Regions from separate parts of the Mus musculus genome. Here regions 2 and 3 are each linked to region 1. A link is a contact called in public promoter capture Hi-C data. All regions are on one chromosome and are shown on one strand. Each heading gives the region's core, a stretch centred on a gene start, on an enhancer-like site or on the middle of the called end of the contact. The rest is flanking DNA. Distances are from core to core; before and after follow the strand shown. Region 1 holds the start of Kif5a (kinesin family member 5A). Region 2 holds the start of Pan2 (PAN2 poly(A) specific ribonuclease subunit). Region 3 holds the start of Coq10a (coenzyme Q10A).

What was found. Promoter capture Hi-C pulls out the DNA fragments that hold promoters and counts their contacts.
Region 2: a contact with region 1 is called in a promoter capture Hi-C map of hippocampal neurons, with 4 times the contacts expected there. The contact joins the promoter of Pan2 here to the promoter of Kif5a in region 1. A contact is called at or near these places in 6 of 39 promoter capture datasets (cranial neural crest, embryonic stem cells, hippocampal neurons and 3 more), 1 of 115 datasets of contacts at active chromatin or transcription factors (astrocytes) and 1 of 9 other capture datasets (macrophages).
Region 3: a contact with region 1 is called in a promoter capture Hi-C map of liver, with 4 times the contacts expected there. The contact joins the promoter of Coq10a here to the promoter of Kif5a in region 1. A contact is called at or near these places in 8 of 39 promoter capture datasets (the C10 cell line, cranial neural crest, hippocampal neurons and 4 more), 1 of 484 Hi-C or Micro-C datasets (B cells), 3 of 115 datasets of contacts at active chromatin or transcription factors (astrocytes, embryonic stem cells and pancreatic cancer cells) and 1 of 9 other capture datasets (adipose tissue).

What each region holds. Positions count from the first base shown.
Region 1 is chr10:127,261,593-127,265,585 of GRCm38.p6, forward strand. It overlaps Kif5a (kinesin family member 5A), which reads right to left and starts at 1,771. Exons shown (of 29, transcript NM_001039000.4): 1 at 1,176-1,771. The coding sequence starts at 1,304. It overlaps Gm40800 (a long non-coding RNA gene), which reads left to right and starts at 2,712. Exons shown (of 2, transcript XR_872171.2): 1 at 2,712-3,109; 2 at 3,775-3,993.
Region 2 is chr10:128,301,430-128,305,402 of GRCm38.p6, forward strand. Pan2 (PAN2 poly(A) specific ribonuclease subunit) reads left to right here and starts at 1,906. Exons shown (of 26, transcript NM_133992.3): 1 at 1,906-2,042; 2 at 2,666-3,064. The coding sequence starts at 2,783.
Region 3 is chr10:128,366,833-128,370,852 of GRCm38.p6, forward strand. It overlaps Coq10a (coenzyme Q10A), which reads right to left and starts at 2,148. Exons shown (of 5, transcript NM_001374700.1): 1 at 1,866-2,148; 2 at 1,175-1,321. The coding sequence starts at 2,005.

The sequences.
Region 1 (3,993 bases), core at 521-3,020:
ACTAACAACAACTTCTTGGCTCAATACCCCCAAAGTCCTACAGAACTGGACCTCAGATCCTCTTACCCTGAAAGTCCTTAACACCCTAAGAAAGGTGGAAGGAGCAAGACCGAGCGGCCCTTCAGACCATCACAATGGCCTGGAATGGAAATCTGGGGAGGTGGGGTGGCATAAAGGAAAACCATGTGGGTTTTGGAGTCACAGACTCAAGTTCAGTTCTGTAGACTAGCAGATCTACGGAGTCTCGGCATGACCTTGAGAAAGTCATTCAACTTCCTTGAACCTCAATCTCCTCGTCTGCAAAACGGAAGTATGAACACTGCTTACTGCAATCTTGAGACTTCAGTCCTAAGCACAGAACACCAAGTGCACAGAAAGCATTAATTCGCCTGACGATCTCCTTGGGAGAGGGCTGCCATGACGAGGTAGCACTCATACTACCTTGTATTGGATCTTCAAGACTAAGATGAATAAGCAAGTATGTACAAACTCAGGATTTGGGCACTTTGACTTGGGAGGGCTTAGGATCTGAAATCATCTTGATACTACACTCGGGATAGAAAGGCACACAGGCCCTTAGGATCCTAGAGGCTAACTCTCCAATTGGGTGTGGCATCTGTGTACAGCTTTCCCAGAAAACCCTTCACCAGATTTCTGCTCCCTCCCCCCAAGTCCAGGCAGCAACTACTAAAGGCGATGATGGAAGGGCCCGTCCTAGAACCCACTCCCATTCATTCCTCCACAGAGGCCCTAGACTTCTCATTTCCTATCAAGCCCATCCACTAACCTTCCCCTCCCTTCGTGGAGGTTAGGGTAGAGATGAGAGTCAATAACAAAGGGAAAACGCGCTTTCTCTAGGGGAGAGGGAAAACATCACAAAGGCAGGGAACTGGCTCTAAGGGGTGGGAACATTGCAAGAGAGTAGCAAAGACAAGTTGGGGTTCCTGATGACGGGAAAGGAGCCCCCTCCCACTCTGCAGAGACTTGGCTGCAGGCCTAGGCAGGCCACACCCAGCCATCCTGATGCAGGGGAGAGGAGGGGCTGCGGCGGAGAGGATGGAGGCTGAGCATCCCTGAGCTGCTGCAGGATGACAGGCAGAGGGACTAAGTCTTGGGGGTGAAAAGATTTTTGCATCCCGCCCCCTCCTCTAATTTCCTTCGGATGTAGCACTCACCCCAATAATGACGCTGTCGTCCCCTTGGAAAATGGGGATGAACTTGTCCCCCCGCAGAATCTCGGCCTGGTTCAGGGGCCGAAATCGGCAAAGCACCTTGATGCTGCATTCGTTGTTAGTCTCCGCCATGGTGGTCGACGACGACGAGGGGCTGGGAGCGTCTCCGACTGCAAGGGTAGCGTGTACTCCGGAGGAAGGGGACGCTGGGCTGAGGTCGAGGCAGTGGACAGGTGATCTGTCGCTGAGGCCAAGGGAGCAGCTGGAACGCCTCGGGGAAGATGAGCTTTCGGTGTCCTGCGGCACTGGATGCGGGCGACCTGGGCGTCTGGTCCTCTCGCCGCGCTGTGCCTCTCCGCCCCTCGCGCTGCAGCCGCGCTGCGGGCCTGGGCGGGGCGCGCCGGAGCCGCGGGGGCGGGGTTTCCTTCGCAGGAGGTGATCCTCCGAACTGCGACCACCCAAAGGTGGAGTTTGGCTTAGGCTCACCTGGTTCCTTGATTTGGAGGCTCGCAAATAACCTTGTCCTCACCCCTTCCCCACACAGCTCACTTTGCTACACGCGACCTGTCTGTTCCTCCTTAGACTCCACCTACAGGAATGGAAAAGAGGACTAAGGTGGGCCTGTCGCCTGCCTGGGAAAGAGCACCTACGGGCCTCCCATTCCCTTAATTCCAGAACACACACCCCCGCAAAAAACAAAACAAAACAAAACAAAAAACACCCATTACACCCCACTTTTCATATTTAAATCACACTTATCCTCCTTCTCCCAGCCTCTTTCTGCCCCTCAGATGTACAATGAGCCAGTGAGCCTTTACGGGTGGGAAGCTACAGAAGTGAAGTCTAGATCCCATGGCATGGAGAAAAGACAGGCAGGTCTTGCCTACTCCTCTATAATATAATATATAATAGAAGTAAATATAATATAATAATAGAAGGAAAGACAAGCTATCTTCCAGCCATTCAGGGACAGATGGAGTTCTCATCGAGGCCTCTAAGGTTGGGGTGGGATATGGGTAGGCAGGGCAGCTTTTGCAAGAGAACAGGAGTATAGCAGCCTGAGGAAAGGAACAAAGGGCCAGAGGTCCTGCTGTGAGGAGCTTCCAGGGCAAAGAGTTACATTTGGGTCTCAGACGGGCTCAGTATCTCTGTGTGTTTACTGCCCTAGTTACCTTTGGACAGAGTCTCCATTCTTTTCTTCTCCCAGTTTCCACATCGGAAGAAAAGAAAGAAAGAAAGAAAGAAAGAAAGAAAGAAAGAAAGAAAGAAAGAAAGAAAGAGAGAGGAAAGGATAGGAAAGGAAAGGAAAGGAAAGGAAAGGAAAGGAAAGGAAAGGAAAGGGGACAAAGAGCCAAGCCCAGAGAGTTCTTGTCCTGTCTCCTCCGCAGCCCAAAACAGGAACACCACGAGCTGGTCAAATTGATTTCGCTCAATGTCACAGCCTCTGCTTGTCAACAGAGAGCTCCGATGCAGGGCTTGAGGTTCCAGCCAAGGGGAAGATGGGGTGATGGGAGAAATCAGAAGGGAGGGGGTGGAGGCCTTGGCTCAGAAACTGGCCAGTGTCTAGGGTCAGTTAGTTACTAAGGGGGAAGGATGAGAGGGCAGTGGCCTAGACAAACAAGCCCTAACCGGCCAGATACCAGCTGAGCTGGGCCTTCACTAGTCACACTCCTTGACTCTTAAGGGAACCAACAGAAAGAAGCCCAATACATGACCTGGAGATCATGGTGACAGAGGCCGAGGCTTGGGCAGAAGCCAGGAATGAGAATGGCGAGTTCCTAATTCAGGAACGCTACCCTCGGTCGTTTGGCACTGTTTCTGAAGGTTGCAGCATCTTGCAAGCTCAGGAAATATACCAACGTCCAGCCTCTAGAGACAAGAAGGTGGCATCCTTAGTGACTTCAAAATGACAGTCCATCGAGGCAAGAATTCAGTGGGTATGTGTGCCCACACATGCCCCCAACAAGGTTTTTATACAGCTGCAACAGTTCATCCTCTATTTTCGGTTATTTTAATTTTTGAGATGGGACCTGGCCGGGGGGGTGGGGGGTGGGGGGTCCTTACACAGGCTAGCCTGTTCCTGTATTCCTACCCAGGCTACCAAGTGCTAGGAATATATGTGGACAGCACTGTGTCTGGCTTGAGGACTTCCTTTTGTCCTGAGTGTACCTTTTTATTTCTCTAGTAGCACGTAGTAGGTTTTCTATTTGTCTCTCACCTCCCATCCCAGCCCCAACCCCCTTCCTCCTTCTCCTCTTCTGTTCTTGTTTTGAGACAGCTGGAGCTACATAGAGATTCTGGGACTCACTAGACCAGGCATGTGCCACCACACCCAGCCTTTCCTTCTGTTTTAAAAATGGGTCAGTGAGATGGCTCAGCAGGTGAAGGGGCTTGCCACACGACTGAGTTTGATCTGCAGGACCCCCATGGTGGGGAGAGAAAGCAGATGCATAACAGCTGTCCTCTGATCTCCACGTTCCTGTGTGCGCGCACACACACCACACACACAAAGAAACAAATTAAATTAAATAATTGGGGTTTCTATTGTCATGCATTGATGTGGCAAAGTAAGAGGATTAACCATACTGTATCTCTCCTCCAGAAAGATTGGTTGCTGACTGGACACAAAGCTACTATATGTAAGGTCCTGAGTTCAATCCCCAGCACTGAAAAGTGAGTTCCAAGCCACCCTGAACTACAGTTTGAGACCTGTGTCAAATTCCTTCCTCCTAATTTCTGGGGAACTATTAATGAAATTGATGACCGTCATGGAGAGTTCAGTCAGACTGTGAGCCAGCGCTTTTTCATTTAAGATGTCCAG
Region 2 (3,973 bases), core at 656-3,155, 1.0 Mb after region 1:
GTCTCTTAGCACCTAAGTCCTTGTATGAAAATTTAAATCTAAGGACCAGCGAAGCCAGAGATCCTTTGAGTTAGGTGTTCTCTATTTTGATGTAGGATTTCTTGGTGTGTGGAATACCCAAGTGCCTATGTCCCCCTTGCCCACCCCATTACTATTTTATTTTGTTTTTTTTTTTTTTTTTTAGATAGAGTTTCAGGTAGGCTAGGCTGCAGAACATCCATAGATGAAGTCCCGATGCATCTGCCTCAGGGTTCTTTCTTGAAGTTCTACTTGCTTGCCTTTATTGAGAGAGAGAAAAATCACACACACACACACACACAGAGAGAGAGAGAGAGAGAGAGAGAGACAGAGGGACAGACAGAGACAGATAGACACTTAAATTTATTTATTATGTATGTGTGCCACAGTATGAATGTGAAGACAACCACATTGAGTCTCAGGGATGGAACTCAGACCCTGACAGTTGGTAGCAGTATCCTTACCTGCTGTACCATCTTGAAATCCTCTTTCACCTTTTTGAAAAGAAATACATTTTTATTTGGATGAGGGGGGTGTTTTGAGACAGGGTCTCACTGTCTAACCTTGGTCGGCCTAGAATTCACTACGTAGACCAAGCTGTCCTCAAATTCACAGAAATCCATTCTGCCTCCTGAGTGGTGGGATTGCCATCCCACTTAGCCTGGTTTTTGTTTGTTTGAAACAGGGTCTCATGTAACCTGACTAGCCTGGGACTTGCTATATAGAAGAAGCTAACCTTGAACACTAATCCTCCTGCCTCAGGATTACTGCCATTACAAATATACCTCCACTATGCCTGGCCCAATAAATGCTTTAAAAGTTTTATTATTGGTGTTTATTATTGGTGAGAACTTTCTTCCACAGGCACCTGTTGAAAGGGATATTCACCATGTAGCCATAGCAAGCCTGGTCCTTACTATCTATGTAGCCTAGGCTGGCCTCGAATTTGTAAGGGATTCCTGCCTCTGCTTTAATAATGCAGGTATTGTAGGTATGGACCACTAGTGGCACAGGGCCTTTAAAAACAGAGATGACAGAGCTGAGTTTGGGCAACCTAAGACATCTCACAGCCTGGACCAATTCCAAAGCAGTTTAGTACACAGCCAGTACCCCCAAATATTTTAGACACGGTGACACACTCTCACAGGAGAGGGAGAGGCAGTAGGATCTCTTAGTTGGAGATTAATCAAGAACCCCTCAGAATAGCTACAGCTCAGTTGACTCAGTTTACTGTTTATCTCTCTCTTGGGGTCAATGTCCAGCTCCACGGTCTAGGGGAATTTTGACAGTCTAGGAGACTTGTTTCTTGGGAAAATTAGGGGACCTCTGGGGACGACACAAACATTGATGGGAATTTCAGATGGATGCCTCTAGAAATAGAGAAAAGGTGGCCACTTGGGCCACACTAGAAGTCAGGCTCCCGCTTCCTTTTTCTTCCCCACATCTAGAAGTCATAGGAAATGCCAGTGAGTTTCGGGGGTACAGGGTCAGAGGTATTGGAATGGCTCACAGGCACAGCAAGATGAAGGTCTATACGCCGGGAATGATGAAGGCCACGCTGGGAATACCCACCGGGCGAGTCCCAGTGCTTAGCCTCTGGCGCCCCTTTAGTCTAGTTCTTATTCAGGGAGCGTAAAAGCTTGGCTTCAAAGTCTAAAGTTAATTTTGCTTAACAAAGCCTGAGAGCGAAGGGATTACTTTTCGTAACACCAAATAGATCCGCGCCTGATTCAGTTTGTCCCCGGTGGCATTCCGTAACCTTGTTTTGGCGGAGGCTACGTCACTCTCCTTCTCAGGCGCTGCCTGTACCTGGCTTTTTCTGATTGGCTGGGATGAGCCCGTGGCCCCCGCTGATTGGAAGCGATGGCTGCCAATCCACCGTCCGTCTTGCTTGGGTTAGGTTGAGCTAGAGGCGGGGGAGTAGTAGGGAAACTGGAATTTCCCGCGGAGCTGACGGCGCTTTCTCTACCCCCTACTCGTTTGAATTCCACGCGCTCCAAAATATCCGCCATGGAGAAATCTTGGTAATGACCCATTCCCCGTAAGCATCCCAGGAACACGTCTTGACCTTTGCCCTAATCCTTCCCCTCCCGTCCCCTGCGCTGGGGGAGAATTCTGGGTAACCAGTTTCTCTGGTTCGCTCAAAGAATTCTGGGTAGCTATCCGTTTCCATTACTTCCCCCTTACCCCCGCCCCGTTTGTGGGTAACTGGCCGTTCTTGTTACCCACCCCCTGGAGAATGCTGGGTAACCACTGTAAAGGATTCTGGGAAACTGGCTTGTCTTGCCCCCTTCACCGCCCAGCCCCTTTGTCTCATGTCCAATTCTAAGAAACAAGCATTTCAGAGCTCTCCCCCGAACTCCAGCCCCTATCAAACCCGCTCCCTTCACCTTGTGGTTCAGGAGAAAGGGAAGTCAAGAGTTAGATCATTTGGTGGGCTGGCAGGGAACTTAGGAAGTTTAGAGGTGCAGAGTAAGGGACACTGTCATGCCACTCACAGTACAGCGTTGCCCTTGTCCTCTTCATGCATGCTTCCGTCTTTGCCTGGCAGTCTCATCCCCTCTGCCTACCTGATTGTCCTGTCCACATAGAAGATACTTCCAGTACCTAGGCCTATCCCTGACTGCGCTGCCTCTTTCCCTTGCAGGCCAGAATGTCCATTCTAGGTTCACTGGTGCTGTCCTCCTGAAGGCTGGGTCACTTGTCTGTAGGAAGCGTGGCAAGGGAGGGTGTGACTCCGGTCTGACCAGCGGCCACTATCGTCATGAACTTTGAGGGTCTGGATCCTGGACTGGCCGAATTTTCCCCAGCTATGCATTCTACCCTGGACCCAGTCCTGGATGCCCACCTGAATCCAAGTTTGCTACAGAATGTGGAGCTAGACCCAGAGGGAGTGGCCTTGGAGGCTCTTCCTGTCCAGGAGTCAGTGCACATAATGGAAGGTGTCTACTCTGAGTTGCACAGCGTGGTGGCTGAAGTGGGAGTGCCTGTGTCTGTCTCCCACTTTGATTTACATGAGGAGATGCTGTGGGTGGGGAGCCATGGGGTAAGAACTATACCCCTTTCTGAAGGCTGAAAGGGTGTATTAGAAATCTTTATCTGGTCTTTGCCCAAGGACAGCTCTTTGCAGGTAGTCAAAACTGAGTTGAACTGATGAGAGTTAGCTGGGTCTTTCAAACCAACAAGGGAGTGGAGAGATTAACTACATATTTAGTTTCATAAGGCATTCCACTCTGTCAGTTCTCCTATCACTACTGTGTTTTTGCGACAACATCTCTCTCTATAGTCCAGGCTGATCTAGAACTCACAGCAGTCCTCCTGCTTTTGCCTCCAAAGTGCTGAGTTTCCTTGTATGTAACCATATCTGACTGTTGTTTATTGTTTTTGTTGTGTTGTTGTTTGTTTATTGTTTTTAAAGACAGGGTCTCTCTATCCCAATCTGGCCTTAAACTTTATGTATAGCCAAGGATCGTCTTGAATGTCTGATCCTCCTGCCTCTATCTCCTGAGCGCTGGGAAGATAGACACCAAACCCATATTCAGTGTATGTTGCTGAGATAAACCCCGAGGCTTTTTGCACAGCAGGCAAGCACTGAACTCACTCCTACAGGTCAAATCCTGGTTTTGTTTTGTTTTGTTTTTTGTTTGTTTTTTGTTTTTCGAGATAGGGTTTCTCTGTGTAGCCCTGGCTGTCCTGGAACTCACTTTGTAGACCAGGCTGGCCTTGAACTCAGAAATCTGCCTGCCTCTGCCTCCCGAGTGCCTGGTTTTGTTTTAAGATAGGGTTTTGCTGTGTAACCCAGGCTGGCCTCAGATTTACAACCCTAACATCATCTCCAGAGTGCTGAGTTTATAGGGGTATCACCAACCAAGCTCAGCCCATGTTTTGATTAACTATATCCATCCCTTAGTTTATAGCCATCCATACTCTTTAATATTTTACCCAATTTAGAATT
Region 3 (4,020 bases), core at 898-3,397, 1.1 Mb after region 1:
TAGGGCTGCTAAAGTTGTAAGCTTCTACCACCACCAAATTTTAAAAAAATGAATGTGTATGTTTTGGGGAGGGGATGTACACATGAGTGCAGGTGCCCACAGAATCCAGAACAGGACACAAGATCCTCTGGAGCTGAAGTCACAGGCTGCCTAGTGTAGGTGCTAGGAACTAAACTCAGCAGTGCAGGCTCCTAGACATTAACCCATTTCTCCAACCTCCCGCCCCAATATTTTTAGTTAAAAAAATTTTTTTTTCATTATTTTATGTGCACGAGTGTTTTGCCTCCATGTTTATCTGTGTATCAAACATGCTCCCGCTTGAGGTTGCAGTATGCCTCCAGGTGGGGCTGGGAAACAAACTCGACCCTTTGCAGCAACGAGTGTTCATCACTGAGCCAACTCTCCAGTCCCTTATAGTTTAAATTTTTTAAAGCATTTTTGCTATAGCTGGACATGGTGGTGCACGCCTTTAATCTCAGCACTTGGGAGACCGGCCAGCCAAGTCTAAATAATGATACCGATTATCAAAATAAAACAAAAGCCTGACATCCTGGTAGCCAGTAAAGTCCATTTAGTCCCAGTGCTTAGGAGGCAGAAGCAGGCAGATCTCTGAGTTTTAGCCCAGCCTAGACTACATAGTTCCAAGGTAGATACCCAGAGGTATGTCTTGAGACCTTGGCTCAAACAACAATAACAAAAAGCTGTGACTTAATTAAGTCCTGTAATAAGTGGTTTCTTAGCATGTTCAATCCCCAGCACTGCAGAAAAACAGCAGCATGGTGGCACATGTCTATAATCTCAGCTCTAGGGAGGTAGGTGGAGGCAAGATATAAGTTCAAAGTCTTCTTGACTGTATATCAAGTTCAAGGCCAACCCTAGGCTATGTGAGAGCCTGTCTCAAAATGTGTGTGTGTGAGATACCTATGATGCAGCTCTGGCTATGTAGTCCGTGGAAGCTTCAAGCTTAGATTACAGGCTGTACTACCTAGTCGGTTACCTTTCTATGATGTAACACAATTCTAGACTAATACACGTGCAGAACAACTAAGGTGGGAAATTTAGGTTGAAAGGCTGGCAGCGAAAACGTTGCTGGGGAGACAAGTGGCCCAATATGAATCTTACCCACTACTGGTACATGGTTATTTATTTGAAGGGGAAAAAAAGGAATGCTCACCCCATGATCCTACGCTCCGAGTAAGCCTTTCGCTTGTTGGTAAAGGGGGCAGCAAAGCCCATGAAGGAACGACTATGAGGTAGGCCAGCCTCCGCTGCCAAGGCCTGGGCAGCGCGAGGCAAGAAGAGATTACAGGAAATCAGAAACCTAGCGCCAAAAAGAAAGGAGAGGCAGCGTCACGATTCTTTTTTTGTATTCAACCACTTCAGGTGAAGGGGAAGAGGGATGCATCACAGAGGAAGGTCGTTGGTTCGGGCAAGCTTTTCTGCCCCTAGCACCTGCTGCAGCTAGCTGGGCTGGCTGGCCAGGCAGTCACGAGTGCGAAAGGTCGAGGGCGGCTGAGGACAGGGCCAGGGGTGGGGATGGGAAAAAGAAGGGCACGTCCTAAGTGCCAGCTGCCTTTGAGGCAACACTACTGCTGCAAGCAAACTGAAGCATCTCTGACGCCAGGGTCAGGCCAGGCACATCAAAGCCAGAACGCCGGCGAAGGCCAAGAAGTGGCTGGCACGCACCCGCCCCGAGCATCTAGCTTGTACGCGTATCTCCAGAACTCCATTCGAACTCCCAGGGCACCACCAATGCCAGCCCTTCTCCGGCCTGCCGTCTAAGGGCTGCCACCCTCCACCGCTGAACTTCGGGGTGCCGGGCGACCCCCTCCGGTCCTGCGCGGACGTCTGTGCCTGCCTCTCACCTCATTGGACGCGGCGGCCGCGGAGGGCCCGGGGGCGGGGTCGGGACGGAGCGCGCGCCCCGGCAGAGCGAGAAGCCGCAGCAGCTCCGGGCGGCCGCGCGCGTCGGGGCCGGGAGCCTCCGCGCGCCCGCAGAGGCCATGCGCGCGCCCCTGCCTGGCACTCCCGGCGGCGGCGAGCTGTAGGGGAGGCCGGGCAGGAAGGGCGGCGCGAGCTCCGGCTGCCTTCGCCCTGCTCCGGCCCGCGCGCCGGATAGGCTGTCACTGAAGCGGTGACCGCAGCTCTGGGTCCCCTCACGTCACGCCGTTGCCAGGGATCGGGAGGAGGGAGCGCGAGGAAGGAAGGGACAACGCTGCCTGTCGGGAGATGTAGTTTCTTTGACACCTCTGGCGTGAAAGAAAGGGCGCTGGGTGCGTGTCGGAGGAGCTGCAGAGATGGCTCGGGGGAGCGAGATCGCCTGGCACAAACTACTTGGCGAGTCTGTGGTCACAGGACCTGATACGTAGACGCAGAGGCGACGTCGTGGGCGTGTCAACGGCAGATGGCTGTCGATGTCCAGAGGAACGTTTCTCAGAGCCCTTTAGAAGGAGAGGCTCTTTTCATCCTACTGGCCTTTGCAGTGCCTGCTGCCGGTTTATGTCTTTGGAAAAGGATATTAACTTTGCAAGTTCTGGGCTGACTTGTATAATCTCTCCTAGATCTACACGCCCTTCCCCCTTCCTCCCCTTCTCGTTATTCGAGACAAGACAATTCAGGCCTTGAATTTGCAGTGCTCCTTCATGAACGTCCCTAGGAGCAGAATTTCCTCCCTAATATTTATGGAAAGAAGTCTGAGGCAGAAGCAGGAGGGTTGCCACGAGTTCCAGGCCAGCCTGGGCTACCTACCCAGTTTTAGAGTAGCCAGCTCTAAACAAGAAGCAAGCCCTACTGTCAGACCAAACCAAACATAAGACATGGTTTGTTTGTTCTTTGAGACGCCCTCGCTATATAAGCTTGGTTGCCCTGGAACTCTTGGATATCGTCCTGACTCTTAGCTGCTGAGATTACAGACATGCATGCTCTCCAGGAGGGCTTTGGGGTGTCATGATCTTGCTCTGTAACCTGCACTGACCTTGAACTCATATGCACCTTCTTGCTGCCACTTCCCAGTTGCTGGAATTACAGGTGTGAGCTACTACTAGCCAAAATTTACTTTTAGAAAAAAGCACCATCACTGTCGGGGAAAAATGTGTACTCAATGGAGGACGAGACATCACAGGCAGAAAGCCCAAAGGTGAATACTACGTCCCAGGATTCAAGGAAAAAACAAGCGCTCTTGGGAAAAGTATGACCAAAGGAAAAAGAGAGAAGAGAAATAAACTACAAATTAGAAAGAGATTAGCCTAGACGGGTGCAAGAGCAAGCAAAATTCTCCCGACTGTCACAGAGCAAGCTCTGCTTTCCCTACGCTGGGTTAAAGCTCCCCACATTGATTCGAGCTTTGCCTGACAAAGGAAATGTGCTGGCAGGAAGAAGACAGGCAATCAAAGCTACATTGTGATACAAGTCAAATGCTTTACACAAATAAGGTCATAGACTCAGAGTCAAGACGAGGCTAGCCAGATGGCTCAGTGGGTAGGGGTGCTTGCCACCCAGTTTGCTCTGAATTCAATCCTCAGGACTCCCCCCCCCCCCCCCGCCCCCATGGAGAGAACCAGCTAAACACACATCACACAACACACATGTGCGTCTCCCACACCCACACACACACCATAAACATACATACACATTCTCATGCACACACACACATTCACATTTATACACTCACACACATACACATTCTCACACACACACCATGCACACACACATACTCATTCTCATGCACACACACACACACACACACACACACACACACACACGAGAGCATGAAACCTCCAGATGCAGAATGAGTGCATTTCTAACACTTTTCCTTCCAAGCTCTTCAGAGAGAGCCTGCTGTGTCCTCATTCCCACGTCCCTTCCCTTCCTTCCAGTTCAAAGGTGGTGTTCCTTCTGCGTATGACCTTGAAGGGCAGCCTACTCCTTCCAGCTTCAGTCTCTAGTCTGAACCCACCTCCTCTGACGTCTGAGACAGCTGCTCGGAGTGAGGAGTAAGGTTGGGCAAAAGAGGGAAGTTAA